Regions from separate parts of the Pan troglodytes genome. Here region 1 is linked to region 2. The links are chromatin contacts, called in public HiChIP or PLAC-seq maps. All regions are on one chromosome and are shown on one strand. The core of a region is the stretch at or near the end of the contact, and the rest is flanking DNA. Distances in the headings are between cores, read along the strand shown. Region 1 holds the start of MIS18A (MIS18 kinetochore protein A). Region 2 holds the start of HUNK (hormonally up-regulated Neu-associated kinase).

Evidence for each region. HiChIP or PLAC-seq counts read pairs in DNA pulled down with a chosen protein or histone mark.
Region 1: an H3K4me3 HiChIP or PLAC-seq map of stem cell-derived excitatory neurons shows a contact between it and region 2, with 2.8 times the contacts expected there. The contact joins the promoter of MIS18A here to the promoter of HUNK in region 2. A contact is called at or near these places in 1 of 7 Hi-C or Micro-C datasets (induced pluripotent stem cells) and 1 of 1 datasets of contacts at active chromatin or transcription factors (stem cell-derived excitatory neurons).

The regions. Positions count from the first base shown.
Region 1 is chr22:32,985,509-32,989,501 of NHGRI_mPanTro3-v2.0_pri, forward strand. MIS18A (MIS18 kinetochore protein A) reads right to left here and starts at 2,375. Exons shown (of 5, transcript NM_001071811.1): 1 at 2,022-2,375. The coding sequence starts at 2,352.
Region 2 is chr22:32,580,377-32,584,735 of NHGRI_mPanTro3-v2.0_pri, forward strand. It overlaps HUNK (hormonally up-regulated Neu-associated kinase), which reads left to right and starts at 2,989. Exons shown (of 11, transcript NM_001071822.1): 1 at 2,989-3,600. The coding sequence starts at 3,340.

The DNA.
Region 1 (3,993 bases), core at 1,125-3,624, 400 kb after region 2:
TATATAAACTTTATAGGATTGGGTGCTGTAACTCACATCTGTACTCCCAGCACTTTAGGAGGCCGCAGCAGGGGACTGCTTGGGGCCAGGAGTTTGAGATCAGCCTGAGCAACATAGCAAGACTCTATCTCTACAAAAAATTTAAAAATTAGCCAGGTGTTAGTGTGTATCTGTAGTCCCAAGCTACTTGGGAAGCTGAGCCGGGAGGATAGTTTGAGCAGGCGTTCAAGGTTACATACAGTGAGCTATGATTGCGCCACTGTACTCCAACCTGGGCAACAGAGGGCTGTTAACCCACTATAACCCTATTAAAAAAAAACCCTATTAAATAAATAATCCTATTTTTAAAAATCATAGTAAGGCTGTTATAGCTACAGAACAGAATGTAAATGTACAGAATGTAAATGTATAAACCTTGACAAAATGAAAATAATTAAACTAATTCAAATTGGGTAAGGAAGGAATGGAAATGAATCCGAGTTCATTTATTTATCTTTACTGGGGGGGCGGGGAGGTGTTAAATCCTATTATCTAAATCTGATAAATCAAAAAATGTATAGTTCTTTAAATTTTAAACTATTTACTATTTTAGAACTATGTTTTAAATTTAAAAGCTATTAATATAAAAATTAAACAAAAACAGCCTTTCTATAAGTAAAGCAAAACAACGAAAAGAGCCCACATGGCAAAAAATACACTCTATCGAAACAAACAAATAAAATGAAAGATGTAACACCAAACACGTTATTCCTTAAAAACATGTAAACAAGGTAATCTCATTCAAACAAAGAGCTTTTCCTACCGAACCAAAAATCTGCTTTTTGAGACGTTGTCTCGCTCTGTCGCCAGGCTGGAGTGCAGTGGCGCAATCTCGGCCCACTGCAACCTCCGCCTCCCGGGTTCAAGTGATTCTCCTGCCTCAGCCTCCGGAGTAGCTGGGATTACAGGCGCACACCACCATGCCCGGCTAATTTTTTATTTTGGTGAGGCTGATCTGGAATTTTTGTATTTTTAGTAGAGATGGGGTTTCACCATGTTGGCAAGGATGGTCTCAATCTCCGGATCTCGTGATCCAACCACTTCGGCCTCCCAAAGTGCTGGGATTACAGGCCTGAGGCACCGCGCTCGGCCTGGTTTGATTTTAATAGGTGCAAAGAGTTAATCTCAACTTTCAGTTAACTACTGGACACTGGTGTGCTCCTTTATTCCCAGTATTACACCAAGGAAAACGTTCCAGAAACGTCGATAAGCCGGTGGTGAATTACTGCCGTCGGAACATTTACGGCATTCAAAGACAGAAAAAAATTCATCTTGAAAAATCACAATCCAAAAACAACAGCCATTCTTACACCAATTCATAAAAAATATGTGCACCACTTTATCCCTAAATACTGCAAAAACATCAAAATGAGGGAACAGTGGAACAACAGAGGTAACTACTAGAACCAGGATTAGAAACTAATTCCTGCCTTCTTCTGAACTCTTTTGCTACATCCTCCTTCCTCGCCAATTTTCATGAGGTTGTTGGTGCTTTTATTGCAAGTTTCCTTCCCTTTCTTCCCCATAGCACTGTGTTCCGTCAACTCTGCGGCTCTATCACTGGAGGCTGTAGAGGCATCCGCTGATACACCAACAGCCTGCTGATCTCTATGGGGAGTAATAGTACTGGCTGCACCTCAAGTGCTTACAGTCTAGTTGACCATTTGTTTCTCTTTTTTTTAGGGTCTTTAAAAGTGTTATTCTTTGTCGCCCTTTGTTTCTGAGTAATGCTCACGATGATGCTGATTCAACCGCTGCTCTTCTGGGATCGCGGACCCCAGAAAAGAACCCACCGCCCGAGAGAAAAGTGGAGGGGTGACCCTCCTCCCCTTTTCCTGCCACAGCTCACACTGTCAGACTTTTTGGTCTTAAAGTCCCTGGGCAGCCCCAAGGAGCCCCCGCCTCCTCCCGGGCCGCCCACGCGCGGCACCCCTGGAAGAAGGCGACCCCACGCCCCCCCTGCCCGGCTCGACCCAACTGACAGCGAAGCAGGATGCAGTTGGTGTCCTCCTGGCTGGCCACCCAGCTCAGCGAGTCGCCCAGCGGCCGCCGGCAGCCGGAGCACAGGAACACCAGCGGCCTCTCCTCCGCAGCCGCCGCCTCCTCCAGCCGCGCCCTCTCCATGTCGGCCACCGACGCGTCTTCGCTCATGGAGCTCCACATGCTCGCCCACTTCTGCAGCAGCTGGTGGCGGCTCGAGTCTTCGGAGAGTCTCTTGCCCAACAGCGAGGAGTCGCGGCATTTGCCCTTGTCGCCGCACTCACAGCCGCCAGCACAGCCTCTACTACACCTCAGTGACCGAACGCCTGCCATTAACTACAAATCGCCCGCGCCCCAGAGCGCCATGGGAAAAAAAACCGCCGCTGCTCATGCGCGGGGCGGGGCGCGGTGGCGGAGGCCGAGAAGGGGCAAAAGCCTGAAGGGGGCGGGACGGCGGGCGGCCTCTAGTGCGCATGCGCGCCGTGCGGCCTTGGCCGGGCGTGATAGTCACTGCGCCTGCGTCAGGTTTTCCAGCCTGAAGAAATTGATGATGCAGACCTGTTGCTTGTCTTCCTAAGGATTATTCACCCCTTTCCGTGGGAGGGGCAGCGTCACTGAGAAAGTTACGGGCTGCAGGCTTGAGTGTCTAAGAACCACCTGGCGAGCTTCTTAAGCAGATCGCCAGGTTCCATCTTCGCAGACTCTGGTTCAGCAGGTAGCAGGTTAGCCCGAGAATCTGCATTTCTAACAAGCTCCTAGGCGTGCCCACGCTGTCAGTATTGGCAGCCCAACCTTTTTTTTGGGGGGGGGGGGGGAGTCTTTCTATGCTGCCGGTCTCGAACTCCTAGCCTTAAGCGATCTTCCCTCCTCGGCCTCCCAAAATGCCAGGATCGCAAGCGTAAGCCACTGTGCCAGACCACCACCCTTTTTCTTCTTTTTTGTAAGTGGACTAATTATAGTTGTATATAAGCAGCTCCACTTTTGATGACCACTGCTCTATTTTGTCGGCTCCTGGGGACCTCTTTTCCATGAAGTGGAGAAGAAAGGGGATAGAGGAGTCCCTCATCACAGGGTCCTTTTGCGCATTGCTATCCCTGGAATGAGACCCTGGGAAGGGCCCCGGATCACTCAGGCTGTCACTGCAAGGAAAAAGTTGAGGAAGCAGCAGTGCCCCTGGAAAGCCTGGAAGTGTCCCTGCTGCTTGGATCAAGGAACAATTCATCCTTGCAAGGAAGAAGCATCCTTTGTTGATGATAAGGACAGATTTCCTCAGCTGCCCCAGAAAGCCAGCCTCTGCCTAAAACACCGTAGGTCAGGAGGGAAAGCTGGCGGGGAACCAGCCAGCTGCACCACAGACAGTCTGGTGGTATACCTGGGAAGAAAGCTACCTGCAAGGACCTACTCTGTTCCTACTACGCTCTGGGTGTCCCCCAAGTTACTGCCTATTTTGCTTGGTTGCATAAACTATTTATGTAAATGTACTTCCAATTTTAGTGCTTACAGCCACTAGCAAAAAGCAAAAGCTTTGGAGTCAGTGGTCCTGGTTAACTTACCCCTCCCTCCACAAGGTAGTAACAGTGTAGGTAACTGTGGAAAAGGCTGTTTGCCTTCCCTGAGTCTAATTCTTCATGGAGTAAATGGAGTCTGTTTCTTCAGTACTACACCAAGTTGTTCATGAGGATCAAGTTTTCTAATATTCATGAAAATACTTTGTAAACCCTGGCACACCATGCTCATGTTAATCAGCTTCTTACTGGAAGAAAATGCTTTAGATAATTTAGGCTTTTTTTTTTACCCATAGAATTCCCTTCCTTCCTTCTGCTTTTTTTTTCTTTTCTTTATTTTTTCAGAGATGATGTTTCAATATGTTGCCCAGGCTGGTCTCGAACTCCTGGCCTCAAGCGATCCTCCTGCCTCAGCCTCCCAAGTAGCTGGAACTACAGGCATGCCTCACCATACTTTGCCCCTTCTGCT
Region 2 (4,359 bases), core at 1,739-4,238:
AATGATTACTTTCATTCATTTATTCAACAGATATTTACTGAACAATGATCATGTCTCAGACACTGTGCTAGGTACTGTAGGGCAAATAATGAAATTAGACACAGCTCCTGTCCTCAATGAGTCTAAAAGAAAAGAAAGTCATAGATAATAAGTACTACAGGACATAAGAGGAATGTGAAATGACTATATGAACTAAGAGACAACAGAGGGAGATGGGCTTCTTGCAGCTTATTGGTTGGGGAGGGCTTCATGGGAAAGGGAACACCTGTGCTAGGTGGAAATGAGTTGGAGACAGCAGACTGTGGGCGGGCAACGCACAGGCAAAGGTGTGGCAGTAGGGAGGCCGGATCCCGGCCAGCACCACCCCCTACCCGGGAACTCCGGAACTCCGCAGGAGGATAAGGCTAGAAATTAGTTTGGGCTAATTAGCAGAGAATTTTCAAGGCTGCATTACTGTTGCATTAAATAATCAGATGCTTTCTGCACACTGAATATGAGGGCAATATATTGTGTACTAATCTGTTTTACATAAAGACATTTCTGGGGTGATTTCTTGTTAAACAGGCCATTTCAGAGACTAGGACTTGTAGTTCCAAAACCAGTTACAAAGGGGAGCACGGATAGGATTTGGACTTCTCTTTGGCATCCATCCCAGCTTATGGAATTAGCAGTGAACTTGAATCAAACCCAGGCAGCAGGCTTGAAAAAGATTTAATGGGCCTGGATTTTCTCTCTTCTTCACCCCTTTCCTGACCTCTACCCTGAGAGGATAATTAAAAGGAAAGAAAATCTCTATTTCATTGTAAATGTCATCCACCATTTTTATGAAACTTTTTTTTTTTAGACCATAAAAATACTTTGGGGAACAGTCTCTGAAATTTCCCTTAAACCTTAATAAATAAATCTCTAAATTTTCATAAAGAGTGCATGTCCTAACATTAAAAAAAATCATACTCTATTAACACAACATTGGATGGACTCCCAAACTGTTTCTGATGGAAGATTCAGAGCGGTTTTTTTTTTTTTTTTGAGAAGGAGTCTTGCTCTGTCGCCCAGGCTGGAGTGCAGTGGCAAGATTTCAGCTCACTGCAACCTTCGCCTCCTGGATTCAAGCAATTCTCTGCCTCAGCCTCCCGAGTAGCTGGGATTACAGGTGCCCGCCACCACGCCCGGCTAATTTTTGTATTTCTAGTAGAGACAGGGTTTCACCATCTTGGCCAGGCTGGTCTTGAACTCCTGACCTCGTGATCTACCCGCCTCGGCCTCCCAAAGTGCTAGGATTACAGGCGTGAGCCACCGCGACCAGCCTCAGAGTGGTTTTTACCCCAAAGTGAGCTCCATATTCCTCATTCTTTAGACAGTCGCTGGACATCTATTCTGCTGGCACCATGCTAGTTACCATTCCCCTCCCATGCAACTGTCCTCTTAAGATTTGATTACTGAATTAGAGATATTAAAAGGATTGAATGAACCTTACTGAAATAGTCAAGGCCGGTGGGAGCAAAGAAGTCCCTTCAGCACAGCAAGAAAAACATTTTAAGCTGTATCTTTAATATTGGTAAACTGGAACAATGAGACAGAACAACAGAAAACGCAGTATGTTCAGTCATAATAACTGAGGCTGGTGACTTGTAACAGGTAGGTGGATGAATATAGTAGCGTATTTAAAATTAGATGTATTGAAAGCAGGCGTTTCTCTGCGTCCCTCTTCAGATGGGTCAGCGAGCCCCCCAGACACTGGATTGATGACAGCTGTTGTTCCCCCCACCCCCCACCCCCAGTCTCAAAGCATTGCTATGGGTCGATGTCATACTTGTTTACTCAGGAATAAACAATGAAAGGAACTTTGTTAGGACCAAATCCTTCCTTTCAGCTCTGATGTTGCATGATCGGGGTGAAGTTTCCATCAAATGCGGGCACCTCAACAGGTAGCATTTTGTAAATGCCTCCTCCTACCTACCCTCCTCCTTCTCCCTCACAAGATTCTTCATTTTCGGTTTGAGAAGACGTTGGGGATCCTGGGAGAGGGTCCAGTGTCGTCAGGGCAGTTGCAATTGTTTATGCGATGAGCACGGTCACAGCGCTTGCAGAACAAAAGCATCGAAGAGAGGCGAGCGCCGGTCCACCTCCTGCAATCACAGGCATCATTTCAATGGAAGGCAAAGAAGGTGTAAGCTACAAGCAGAGGCAGCAAACGCCCTGGTTCCTACATTGCTGCTGCTACTATTACTGCTGTGGCTGCGCCTCCTCCAACACAGCCAACCAGGCTGCGTGCGAGCCCGGGCAGACGCCTGGCCGCCTCCCCACCCTTTCTTCCAGCCATCCATCTATCCTTCCACCCCAGGTCCAGGGGGCCCTACTGTGTGGCGGACTCAGGGCCGGGCACGCAACCCGACCCACAGTCTACGGAGTTCGAGAGCCTTCCCCCTTCCCCCCGCCCCGGGTGGGTGCGGCCAGTGGGGGATTTCACCGCCGAAAGGTCCAGAAAACCCAAGCCCAGAATCCGGGCAAGAGGCGCAGCCGGAGGCGGCCCGACCTGGGCGTCCCGGGAGCGCGCGCCTCCGAGGCCGCGCAGGGTCTCCCTGTCTGGCGCTCAGGTGGCTCCTCCGTCCACTCCGCCGCTCCCCTCCCCGGGCCCCCCCCTCTCCAGCGAGGGTCGAGTTTGACTGTGGCGCGCGGGGAAGGAGGGGCTACTAGGGATTTGAAAGTGCACGGGCTGCGGAGTGGAGCTCGCATCTGTTCCCGCCGCCCGCGAGCGGATTAAATTTCTGCAAATTCAAACTGAATGGGGCTTTCTTCTGCTGCCTTCCAGAGGGCGCCTGCAGCCCGCCGCGCGCTTCTCTCCGGCGGGAGCGGCCGCCCAGCGCACGGCTAGGAGCGATCGCGGGAGCCCGACCCAAGCCCGTGCGGGCCAGACGGCGGCGGCGAGGCGGAGGCTGCGGAGGCACCCGGGCTCCCGGACCCAGGCACCCGGACCCCGGGAACCAAGCGCCGCCGGACCGCGCCCCACCCCGCGCGCCCGAGCAGGGCGACTGTCATTAGCTTCCTGGACGGGACCCGGGGCGGGATCCTGGTGTCCTGAAAGGGGCCCGGGCGACCCTCCGAGGAAGAACTTTTGGGGGCGGGGTCCCCGGTCCCGCGTCCCCTGGGCAGCCGCTATTGTCTGCGCGCCTCGCTGGGCGGCGCGGGGGGCGTGATCGCGGCGGCCCCGGGCGCTGGGTGCGGAGACCCGGGCGGGGCTGGGCCCAGGGCGGCGTCGGGAGAAGCCGAAGAGCCTGGGGAGGAGGAGCTGCGAGCGCGGGAGACGAGCAGGAGCCGCGCGGGCCGCGGGCGAGCGCGATGCCGGCGGCGGCGGGGGACGGGCTCCTAGGGGAGCCGGCGGCGCCTGGGGGCGGCGGCGGCGCGGAGGACGCGGCCAGGCCCGCGGCGGCCTGCGAGGGAAGTTTCCTGCCTGCCTGGGTGAGCGGCGTGCCCCGCGAGCGGCTCCGCGACTTCCAGCACCACAAGCGCGTGGGCAACTACCTCATCGGCAGCAGGAAGCTGGGCGAGGGCTCCTTCGCCAAGGTGCGCGAGGGGCTGCACGTGCTGACCGGGGAGAAGGTGAGTCTCCCGGGCGCCGTGGGGCTGGGGCACAGGGGCGGTAGTCGGCGGCCAGGACCCCGCGGGGAGCACTGCACTGGGAGTCCCAGTGTGCAGTCCCGGGCCAAGCGCCTTCCCCCTCCGCCCGGCTTTCCTGTTGGGTTAAAACGCGCGCTCAGCATCTCGCAGCCTTTCCCGAAGGGCGGCCTGCGGTCCGCTGCCCGGGGGCTGGGGGCTTGGGAGGGGACGGCCTTGCCCCGGGAAGCGTCCCGCGCGGCCGTTCTGCTCGTGGAAGGGCGCCGCCTGGCGGACACTAGCGCGAGGGGCGGGATGGGGCCCCTCTGCCCTTCAGGCCGGCAGGGGCGGCGGATCCGTGGCGAGGCGGGAACCAGGGCTAGAGGAGGTGGGCTCTTATGTCGGGGGGCGGGGGGAGCAGGAAAGCTAACCGCCAGCCTCTGGGGGAGCTTAGAGTCTGATCCCCGTCCTGGGCTCTCGGAGGAGGTGGGAGAAGGCTGAGATCCTGCATTCCTTCCCACCTGTGGGCTCCGGCAGCTAGGGATTTTTTTTTGGCAGCTAGGGAATTTTTCGTGCTCAGAGGAGGGTTTTTGCCTCCGCCCTCCACTTGTCCATCCCTCAACCTGTGCTCCTCTCCATCCACTCAACCCTCCCACCCCTGCCCCCTCATCACCCACCATTCTCATCCCCGCCATTCTCATCCCCTTCTCTCCGTTCCCCCAGCTCCTCTGTGCCCTCCAGCCTCAGGGTGGGAGCTGCAGTGAA